Linked DNA regions of Mus musculus: region 1 is linked to region 2. Evidence: chromatin contacts called from public promoter capture Hi-C data. All regions are on one chromosome and are shown on one strand. Each heading gives the region's core, a stretch centred on a gene start, on an enhancer-like site or on the middle of the called end of the contact. The rest is flanking DNA. Distances are from core to core; before and after follow the strand shown. Region 1 holds the start of Nhsl2 (NHS-like 2). Region 2 holds the start of Zmym3 (zinc finger, MYM-type 3).

Region 1 (5,649 bases), core at 1,219-3,718, 430 kb after region 2:
ATTACAAAGAAATACTATTGCTATTATCATAAACAAACAGAGATGATCATATTACCATCTGTACGCTGTGCCAGATGCTGTGCTAGAGGCTGATGGAGACCCTTTACCTTAGCTGCTTTTCTGGCTGGTGAGCTTGGATAGAGAGTGGTGCTTTTAGGAGCTCAGTTGTCCCTCCACAGAGCAGGGGGAACCCTGCTTCCCCAGAGGCTGTCTCGATTCAATTTCACTTGTGGAACTGGAGGTCTCTATCTTTTCTGTGGGAAAGAGACAGGCTAAGAAGGAAGGTGAATACTTAAGTCCTCTGACCTTCTCCCATCTGGAGCAGACCCACTCTAGTCCTGGGAAGGGAGGAGGGGCTCTGCTCTGAGGTGGCTCCATTGCAAGTCCTTGATGTTTCCTTGATGAAAGCCAGGACTCTCTCATTCAAGAGGCTGGAGTGAGTGAACTGACTAGGCTGGGGGGAAGGGCATGGGGCCAAAACTGAGCTTCTTCTTATGGAGCTCTGAACAACTCAGCTTCGGGAAGCAGAGTAGGGGGTGTGAGTGCGGGTGGCTCAGCCACCAGGCCCAGCCCAGGCCTGCTGCACTCAGGCTGCAAAGCTCTGCCCAGACAGTCTCCTTCAATCTGCTCCTACTTCATGTCTCCTTCTCTGGAGCAAAGATCAGTCGAAACAGCTCATAGGTCAGGGAAAAGTATCTCCGCTGAGTAAAGCCAAGTCCACTACTTCCTGCCAGTCACTCTCTTGGCTGAGGTTGGAGTTCATCAAGCAAGGAACTTTGGATTCTTATTCCACAATTGGACCTCACAGTTCAAAAGAGGGGCCACCTTTTGTCCGTTTGTTGATTCTTACTTTAATTAGAACTCAGTGTTTCTAGTAACTATGTTTTTATTTACTAAATAAGAAATGAGTATAGATGAAGGCAACCAGATTGCAGTACATTGCTTTTTTTAAATTTTCAATCGACAAATAATAATTACATATGTGTAGGGCACGGTATTATGTTTTGATATTTGCATTGAAGAATTAATAAATAAAGCCAATGAATATAGCCATCATGTCACATACTAATTTTGTGTAGCAAAACATTTAAAACCAGAGATTCTCTTTAAATTTACTTTATTATTTTAAGTGTATAAGCATTTGCCTGCATGTAGGTCTGGTGCCCTCAGAGCTGAGAAGAGGGTGTTGGATCCCCTGGAACTGGAGTTACCGAGAGCTGTGAGCTGCCAGGTGGGTGCTGGAAATTGAACCCAAGTCCTCTGGAAGAGCAGCCAGCGTTGCTGTTAATGATTGTACCATCTCTCCAGCCTGCATAGAGCTTTCTTGAACTGTCTAAGGAACAATTAACTTTTCTGAAGCAAAGAATGGAAACAGTCCACATTGTGTTAGTGTGGGCACAAGTGTTTTGTTTAAAAATATTTTGCTAATAGATTCTGTGGGCTTATACTCAACAGAGCATATGTAGGATGAAAAGGAGCACAGCCCAAATGAAAGCAGAGCAGTGGAGAAACCATTGAAAGTTCAGTGTGAGCAGCTTTGGGTGGAAATGTCCCAAGTGCATGCAGACATAGAATACACTAAAGGTACTCTACTTGTCTGAGCACATTTTACCTTCTACAGTTGAGAGAAATCGGGGCTGTCTGCACTGAAAGCACATCTCAGCTCCTGAAACCCCTCTTCTGGGATACTACAGGAGCTCATTGTGCCCCCCAAAGGAAACAGATCGGTGTTCCCTTTTGGCACAAAATGCAAACTGGATCCCTCAATCCCAACGAAATAAGTTACTCCACAAAATGGGTTTGTATTTATTCGCTCTTGCCTTTACAGTTCCACAGTGCTAGGGTCACTTCCCTCCTGGACAGTCAAATAAGATACTTGGTTCTCTCTCCTCTGATTCTAAGGTTCTGGCCGCTAGCTTGCTCAATGGAGACTGGTGCGTGGCAAGGAGTATATTTTAGAAGGAAAACTAGATGCATGAAGCCAGACTTCGTGTCTCTGCTGTGACTCGCTCGTATGTACGCCGGTGTGTCTGCATTGTTCAGTATTTACAAAGAAAGTTAAGTTTAAAAAACAAAGCAGAAAACAACCTTAACCCGGGTTAAGGTACTGGGCCTGAAGCTCCTCAGGAGGACCCGGGCACATTTTGCGCACCGACCATCACAAACACACATTCACACAGACTTCCCTCGGTTAACTCTCAGCTTCTTTCTACTCTTCTTTCCTTTTTTTTTTTTTTTCCTTTTCTTCTCTCCCGGATCAAGCGTTAATCTGCGAATTTTTGACCGCAAAAGAAAGAAAGAAAGAAAGAAAGAAAGAAAGAAAGAAAGAAGAAGAAGAAAGGGGATGGTGGGGGTGGGGTGAGGAGGAATCCCGAAGTAGCTGAGTGAGCTGAGCGAGGGAGGAGGAGAAAGCCAGGGAGGAGGAGCCCAGTGGAGCAGAGTCAGAGGGACTGGTGGCTCCTGCGAGTGTGCAGCCCGCGGGGAGCCGGCGCTGCAGGCTGTGAAGCCGCCTGCCCGCACAGCCGCCCGTGCCTCTCGCTCGCCCGCGCCCGCGTCCCGGGCCCTGCTCCACCAGGACCGCCGCTGCCTCTCAGGATTCCCGAGTGCCACAAGGCTAGCGGACCGGGTCGGTCCCCGCGCCCGCGCCCGGGATGCCGTTCTACCGGCGCACTGTGGTGCCCCAGCGTCTGTGCCCGCGCAACCCTCCGCAGCCGCTGGCTGAGCTCCGCGACGTGAGCCACCTGGCCGCGCTCAGTCTGCTCCGCCAGCTCGCAGACCTCTGCGGCCACTCGCTGGCTCTGCTGGAGGACCTCGAGGGGCACCTGCTGGCTCTGGGGCGCCGCACCGACAGCCTGTACCGGCGCACCGTCCGGCTCCGCCGCCGCCTTCCCTGTCGCCTGCTTGGCCCGGAGGATGATGAAGAATTGCTAGGTAAAAGGCGCGAGGCGCCCGCGACCCTCTCCCACCCGCCTCTGGGGATGTCCCGCTGGGTCTGCCCGTGGCCGCCCCTCAAAGATCGAGGGACACGGCCTCCAGGACGCCCTCCCGCCGTCCGATCCTTCCGGGATCCGCTCGCCCGGTCCCGAGTGGCCCTCTGCTTAGGTCTGGGGGCTGCCGCCACCTCTGGAGTGCTTGGTGGAGAGGGAGGGGATCCGTAGGGTCCTGGGCGGCGCAGACCAAAGAGTCCCGGTGGCTCCGGGAACCGAATGGCCGTGCCTGCGTCTCTCCTGATGGGCCACTTTGGAAATCGCGCCCGAGCTGCCCGCCTGCCTCCCGGGCGGCGGGGGCCGCTGCAGCCAGACCCGTGGGACCTCGTGCCGGACTGCGAACGGGCTTCCCGCGCCCAGCCGTCTCCGAGCTCCCTTCCCGCTCGCTTCTCCCCGCACACTCCGCGTTGCCTCGCTGGGAGTGGCCGGCAGGGGGAGGGGAGACTGCCCAGGGCTTAGCGGATTCCATACCCCAAACCCCCGCCCCAGCCGCTAAGGTCCGGCTGCCCAGATTTGCGGGAGAGAACCATTTAAAGAGACTGTCATCGGTTTTCTTAAAAATGTGCTCGCCAGCCATGCCCGAGAAACGCCAGGTCCCGGGAGTTTCCTTACTGAACACTAGGAACCTGTGAGACTGGAGGCGGGCGGGAGCTCAGGCTCTTTACTACTTTGGATCTCAACACTTTGGATAGGGAGGACCTCTTCTGCAAAAAACGCAGCGTTCCCTTAGAATGTGGGACTTCTCTTAAACGGGGTCGGGGCTGAGTATGTTTAAAAATGCTGAGAGTAGAGGAGGAATGGCAGGTAACAGGGCCAATTGCCACCTAGGGAAGGCTAGGAAGGGGTGTCGGGGGAGCAGTGTGCCAGAAAGTTTCAGAAGGAGGTGGAAGATGGCTACTTGCTGACTTTTGAGGGAGGCCTTGGGAGAGAATTGTCTGGGTCAGCCTTTCTTCCTTGCAGACTCCACCCCTAACAAAATGACAGGAGTCAGAGGTTCTGGCGCCCCTCTTCCTTCATAAAGGTCTCTGTCCTTTGAGGTAGATGGCAGAGGTCACTGCTAGAGAAAAATAAACTGAATCCTTTGAGCAAAGGAAGGTGGAAGACACAGATGACTGCCAGATGGAATGTGGCCACGGGACCAGAAGCCTCTGGGAGGTAGGGGACCAGGCAAGCCAAGGCCCAGGGTCTGGCTCCTTCTCAGTTAACAAAGAGGGTAAGAAGGTCATTGTTTTTCTTTCCCTGGGGTCCCACTGATTAACAGGATTAGTCTAGGAGAAACTTGATAAGACTTGGAGAATACTTTTCCAAATCTCTGTACAGCCTGCGGTGTACAGCCTGCGGTGTACAGCCTGCTGAGAGCCACCTACTGAGTTCAGCAGGGTAAGTTGAGGACTAGGAGGAAGCTCTGCTTTTCCAAAGTATAGCTTTCTGTTTGCTGAGTCAGACAGCCCTTCCCATGGGCTGGGGTGTTGGGATAGCTTCACTAAGTCACTTGGGGGCCTAACCCTTTCTAGTGATCTATTGGGTTAGAAAGAGATAGTTTTATGCTGCAGGTATATTGTTAAAGGGGGGAAATGACACTTAAGATAAGTGTCATTGAGTTAGCCTCTTGGAAGCTTGCAAGAGCTGAGAATGGGTCTATCTCTTTTCTTTAGTGTGGTCACTTACCTTTGAGAACATTCATGTTGCTTGGCCCTAATGCATTCCAAGAACTACTGCACACACCAAACCTTCTGTGAGTCTCTAAGAAGAGCTGCTTTTCTAGTTTGCTGCCCTAGCCTCTTATTGAGATTCCCAGTGTGCACTTTTCAGTCGCTGGGATGAGGCACAAGTGCCAAGTGCAAAGAGAGGTGGGGAGCATAATCAGAGAGAGTACCATCTGGCACCCCCTTGTTGCTGAGGCATAAGCTTCAACGAGGTGTCCAGCAGGCTGGATATTACATTCTGATCATAAACAAACAAGCAGACATTGTGAGGTCTAGTCCTCTTTGTTTATTCTTTCTCGTACCCTTTCCTCCCTGCATCCTCACACCTTTACTGACCGTCATGCTGAGGGTCAGCTCTTCCCGTTAACAGTTTACCCTGTAGACTGCCTATCTAGCAGGACTTACCTTCATATTCTTCCTCTAGCTGTTTCTTCCAATCCTAGTGGGAAAGAAATCTGGGAAGGAGGGAGGTTTGGAACCATGGCCAGAGTGAATGACAGCTGACAGACCAGCAGCTTGTTGGCCTCCCTGCTGGGACAACTTGGCTGCCACTAAAGGACTGAATAGTGACAAGTCACACTGACCCACAGCATGCAGGCTGGGCTGGGGCTCTGGGAAGCAGCAGGGGAGGACAGGACAGGAGGGAAGTTAGAAGAGGAGAAAGTGGATGCGAAAGGATCACCCGCTTCTTTACACTGTCTCAGGTCAAGCTCCCACCATCTTCAAGGTTACAGGGGTGGGACTGGACTAGCTTGGTTGCCTGGCAACACTCCCCCCAAAGGCTGCTCTTTGGTAACTTGAGCCCCTTTGAGACTGCCCTAGAAACTCTTGTAACTGGCATGGGGCAGGGGAAGAGGGCCCACTCAGCTCTGAACCAGGTCTCTTGTCTATGAATCTATGGCAGTTGCCATACCAAGGCATGACCTTGCTTCTAAATAGTCCCACTTTCCCCTCCC
Region 2 (5,602 bases), core at 1,964-4,463:
GGGAAAGCTGACACTAGTGGCAGGCTAACTGGAGTTCGAGGTTTGGGGTGGGGACAGGAGATGGAAGGTGAGGTGAGAGACTTGGGACCCTTGGCCCAGCCCTAAAGAGAAGGTGAAAATGGGGAGCTGGACTTCATTCTAAGAATCAGTAAACACGGGAGTTCCTCCCTTCTCTGACTCTGACAGCACCCCCCCAACATCTGGGAGGAAAATGAGGGTTCTCTCCTTCTTAGAGCTATAGGGGGAACTAGACTCTTTCCAATCCCCTCCCCCCTCACCCTCTCAGGCGGCTTCTCAATCTCCTTCCCAGTCAGGCCATCTCCTGCAAAGGAAGCAAGAAGGTAGCCTAAGTCTTGAGCCTGTCCAGGGCCGTCCAGGGCCGGCCCCCACCTCCATTCCTGGGGAACAATTTACTCCAAACTGAATGGGAAAACTTGAGTGCCTGTGGCTTCTAACCCTTTCAGGGTTACCTCAGACTTGGTACTATGGTGAAAATGGGGAGGGTATGTGTGCAGCTATTCTCCATGAGATAAAACGTATTCTCTTACCCCTCCAATCATTTCTGTCCCACTGTGCATGAAGAATTTATATTTTACCAACAAAAACAAATGTAACCACTTAAAAGGAGCAAGAAGGGGAAAGCCCATCAATGTATGGGTAGGTCCCTCTGGACTTTGGTGAGATATAAGATATATCAGTTTACCTATCTGAAGACCCTTATCACAGGCTAGAGGAGATATAGCACTAGGTAGATTCAGGGAGAAACTAGAGCTTCAAGTCTAGATCGCCCCTCCCCTATCAGAGATGCAATCCTAGATCCTGCCTCTCTACCATTACCCTGAAATCGGTATGCTGTTAGGGGGCTTCAGAGAGGAGTTACCATCCATCAATCCCAGAAACTCCACTCCTATTTAGAATCAAACAGCTGGAAAAATCATAGAGCCTAGAAGCCTGCTATTTTCCTTCAAACCCTGAAGGAAGGACCCTGGTACTGGAAACCCATTGGGGCTATGAGAAAGGGAACCTCTGCCATCCAATCCATTCCCTCACACTACCCCATTTATCCTGCGCAGCCCCTCCATGCCTCCCACCCCTGTTTTCCACAATCTTCACCACACCCCACTCCTCCTTCAGCACACAGAGCCCTGCTCTAATCTTCCCAGCCTCCTGTCCCCTCCTCCTCCACTTCTCAAAGCACAGAGCCAGCCCTCCTGACCACCACCCTTTCTTTCCCCAGGCCCCTCCAAACGGTTAGGTGACCTACCTGGCAACGAAGGATGTGCAGTAGGGGTACATACCCCAGGTTTGCTCTGAGAACTGTTGATGCCATCCCCCAGAGTCTCTCCCACTGAAGGGCTAGGGGGTGCATTGGGGCTCTGTGGCTGCCCTTGGGTATGCTCCTCCTCCTGCCCAGGGGAGCCCCTTCTCCTTGTAGCTAAGGGGGGTATCTCCTCTTCAATATGAGGAGACTCCAGGATTATTGGAGAATCTGGAGCCAAAGGTTCTAGTAGCCCCTCAGGTGAAGGGGGACTAGCCCCAGCCCCTGGATCAGGTGGCATCACCTCAGGGGTTTGACACCCTGGTCCAGGCTCTAGGGTCTGCTCCCCCGAATCCCATGCAAGGGTTCCCTCAGGACCATGGTCCACCTCTGGGGGAGAAGGGGCTTTATAGAGTAGCCCCCCCAGCCCCAGTAGCTCAGTGGCTCCATCCAGAACTCCTCCAGGGTCCTTCTCCAGGCCAGAAGGGGTATCAAGCAGGTCCAGGGCTCCAGAGGATGGAGACGGACCTGGGGGAGCCCATCCTCGACTTGGGGCAGTCTGAGATTCCAGCAGATCCTCTCCAAATTCCATGTCTACTGGAAGGTCTCCAGCCAGGGGCTTCTCTGGCAGGGTCAATGGGTCAAATGGACTGGGGAAATCACTGGGGTCCATGGCTGGGTATGGGCTGCAGATCGGAAGAGGGGGCAGTAGAGGTGGTCTTAGCCTGAATTTCTTATGTCGGCTGTGGGACACACCCCGTCCGTCATCCACTTGGATTTCTCATTAGCAGCCGCCCCCCACAGCCGATAGGCATTTCCACAGGCTTCAGGCTCAATGTCCACTCCCCCCCCAATACAGCGCCCTCTGTGGGGAGTGGCGTTCCCTGCCCTGGCCCCGTGCCCACACTCGCCAGGCAGTTGGTCTCTAACCCGCCCGACACCCCCCACGGAGACTCGTAGCTCCTTCCTCCCTACCTCTCACACACCCCCCACCTCAGACTCAACGCCCCCTCACATTTTCCCGTGCCTGCCGCAGCCAGAAACCTTTCCCGCTCCGGCGACCTCAGCCCCTGGTCCCTTCTCACTCCCCCCCAAAAGCCCCCCAGGTCTCCAGTCTCTCCCCATCCTCTCCAGCCCCAGCGCCCCTCCCCGCGGAGCCCGTCCTCTCTCAGCCCTTCCCCGCCCCCACAAACTGCTCTTCCTAACCGTCTCCCCCCCACTCGGTTACCTTTCAGGGTGGACCACTTCCTCAGCCCCGTCCCCCCTTTCCTACTGCACCCCTAGTCCTTCCCTTCTCCTGTTGCCCACCCCCCACCTCAGGCATTTACAGGAAGACATTTTGGAGCTACGATTCCTGCTCAAACCCCCCTCCCGGCTACTGCGAGATCCCGCCTGCAGGTTCGGTTCGGCTTGAACAGACCCGACCCCTACCTGAGGCAGGGTTAGAGTAACCGCTACAAGCCTAGAACTGCAGACAGCAACGGCCCCGCGCTCCTTCTCCACCTCCCTCCCTAGCAGCCGGGACAGGGGTCGCGGCCCCTTTAAATGGCAGCGCCGCTTGCAGCGCTGAGCGCTCTGCACCAGGCAGGCGGGCGGTGCCAGCGACCAATCCCATTGGCTGGCTGGAGGAGGGGGCTCGCGAGACAGCGCCGGCCCCCGGCGCGAGACTCCCAGCCCAGTGGCCGCCTGGAAATTGCGGAGTGGAGTGCCGTCACTGGGGATGGAGCGTGAGCCCCCGCCCGGGGCCCCGTTAGTTGAGGAAAAGATAGCCTCTGGAGCTTTGGAGCCCGCCCCCGGGGAAGGCGGCGCCCCCTCTCCACCGAAGGGCCTAGTACACTAAATACACAAAAAAAGGAAGAAAAACCCCACATCTACGCACCTGCTTTCCTTACCTGGCTCAAGAGCCTGGCCCCGTCACACCCGTGCCCGCCCTATCTCCAGAGCCCACTCTACCCGTGATCCCCTCCTCTCATTCAAATGGTTCCCGGTCCCCTCCCCCTCCCCGTGGCTCTCCGCTTCCCACTCGTGTTCCCCCCAGCGTCCCCCCTCAGCACTCCCTACCTACGCCATGCAGCAGACGCCTGCCAAGATTACCCTCCCCCATCCCCACCTCTCCGGGGCCCGGCCCCCCGGGCGACTGTTGGGGTAGTGACAGCGGAGAATGGGGGAGGCAAAGACCCAACCCTCAAGTGCCCCTCCTCCCCTTGTCTGCAACCTCAGCCCCCACTTCCAACCTGTCTAAGAGTCGTAGTTATGGGGTGTCTTAAGCTTACCCTTGCCAGTTAAATGGTTCTGGCTTAGTGACAACGCCTATGCAGTAACGGTTACTGCCTGGTGACCCCCCCCCCCAAAGCAGGTTCTGCAAGGCTACACCCCCGTCTCCCTCCATGGCCTTCGGTTAAGTTCTGGGATCATTGCACTGAATCCTCCTGTAGGAGCTTGAATTTTCTCTTGAATAGTTTTGGTCATCAGAAGCCCCCCACCCACCCATCCACTTGCACACACACACACAGACACACACAAACACTGTCCTTCCCTTTTCCCTCTTTTTCTGTTCTTGTAGGTCTCTCCCTCACAGTCTCTTTGCGTCTCTGCCTCCTGAGAGCACTCAAACACAGCCTCCAGGGATCGTACTAGATGGTGGGCGTGGCTGTGATTAAGGCTTGAGAAGTAGGGTAGGGGTAGGGGTCACTAATACTAGGTCTACTGCCTTAAAAGAATAGGTGGCAGTGTTCATTCTCAGGCCTCATGACAGAACACTTCACAATCCCTCTCTCCACATTCCCAGGATAGTTCTAAGGGCTGCACAGCACTTACCGGACTTAGATACTAGAAACTCAGGCAAGAAGCGTCCAGTGTTGTCCATTGCTCCTCTAATGTGCTTCTGACCTTTCCTCCTTCCCATAGAAAGCCTGCCCACCCTTGTCCTTGGGAATTTTACCCATATTTTAACAGAAGCCTTGTTTTCCCTTCCGCCTACCCCCCCTCAGCCTTGAGGTTGTCTTTGCTCTCTCCTACATCAGAGATAAATGTAATTTTTTTCCGGTGTAGATTGCCTAAACCCGGCTTTCTGTGTCTTAATCAGTATGCTCTGTAGCCATCTCCCACTTTCTGCCTCTTTCTGTTTCTACTGTTTCTTTGTATTTTCTGTTTCTTCCTGGCCCCCTGGCTGTTCTGGGGGTAGAATGTCTAATTTGGTGGCAGATCACGAATTTTCAAGTGGAGTGAAGAGCATCTAAGAGGGAGGGGTGACTTCTGCTCTGGCACGGTGGTCTGGTATTCCAGCACTTAGAAGGCTGTATCAGGATTATGACCATGAGAAAAGCCTGGGCTACATAGTGAAACACCTGTCTCAAAACCAAAAACTGGGTGTGGTGGTGTGCAGGGAACCTGAGGCGAGAGGATTCCCTGTGGTGTGAAGACAGCCTGGACTACATAGCAAGACCCTGTTTCAAAAGAACAAATGCAAACTAAAACAAAACTTCAGTCACACTAAACAACAACTAGGGGCAGTGAGACGTGCAGCAGGGAAAGGCCTTTGCTGCCAAGTCTAAGGACCCAGATAATAGGAGAGAACCTAGGCCTGCAAGTTGTCCTCTGACCAGCACACCTGTGATGTAGCATGCATGCATACACAGGCACACGAAATAATAAGTATGTTTTTTAAACTAATAACAAGGAGCACAGGATTTTACAATAGTACTATCACTCTGCATGATATTATAATGGTAGACACATTATTCAAATACAATGTAAACTACTAAGAGTAAGTGCTAATATAAACTACGGACTTTGGTTAGTAATGATACATCCCTGCCCATTCATGGATTGAAACAAATGTACCTATCTTGTCCTGGATGTTGATAATAGGCAAGGCCATGAGTGTGTGGGGACATGGATATACAGGAAAGCTCTGTCTACATAATTTTACTATGAAACTAAAACTCTATCCGCACCCACACACACCCCAAATCTTTGATTAGTTGGTTTTGGGTGAGATTTTGTTCTTTGTTTGTTTGGTTGGTGTTTTATTTCCTGTTTTGGGTATGGGTCTTAATGCCCCAGTGTGGTAGTTTTGAAGTTGCTGTGTAACTCAGGCTGGCCTAGAACCCCCTTAGTAGCCAAGGATGACTTTTAACTTTTGATCTTCTTGCTTCCACCTAGTGCTTTTTTGTTTGTTTGTTTGTTTGTTTTGCTTTTTGGAGACAGGGTTTCTCTGTGTAGCCCTGGCTGTCCTGGAACTCACTTTGTAGACCAGGTTGGCCTCGAACTCAGAAATCCGCCTGCCTCTGCCTCCCAAGTGCTGGGATTAAAGGCGTGCGCCACCACAACCGGCTCCACCTA

What was found. Capture Hi-C pulls out chosen DNA fragments and counts their contacts.
Region 1: a promoter capture Hi-C map of adipose tissue shows a contact between it and region 2. The contact joins the promoter of Nhsl2 here to the promoter of Zmym3 in region 2.

Annotation. Positions count from the first base shown.
Region 1 is chrX:101,846,917-101,852,565 of GRCm38.p6, forward strand. It overlaps Nhsl2 (NHS-like 2), which reads left to right and starts at 2,469. Exons shown (of 8, transcript NM_001163610.1): 1 at 2,469-2,931. The coding sequence starts at 2,652.
Region 2 is chrX:101,417,009-101,422,610 of GRCm38.p6, forward strand. Zmym3 (zinc finger, MYM-type 3) reads right to left here and starts at 3,214. Exons shown (of 25, transcript NM_019831.3): 1 at 3,138-3,214; 2 at 1,265-1,944; 3 at 279-322. The coding sequence starts at 1,931.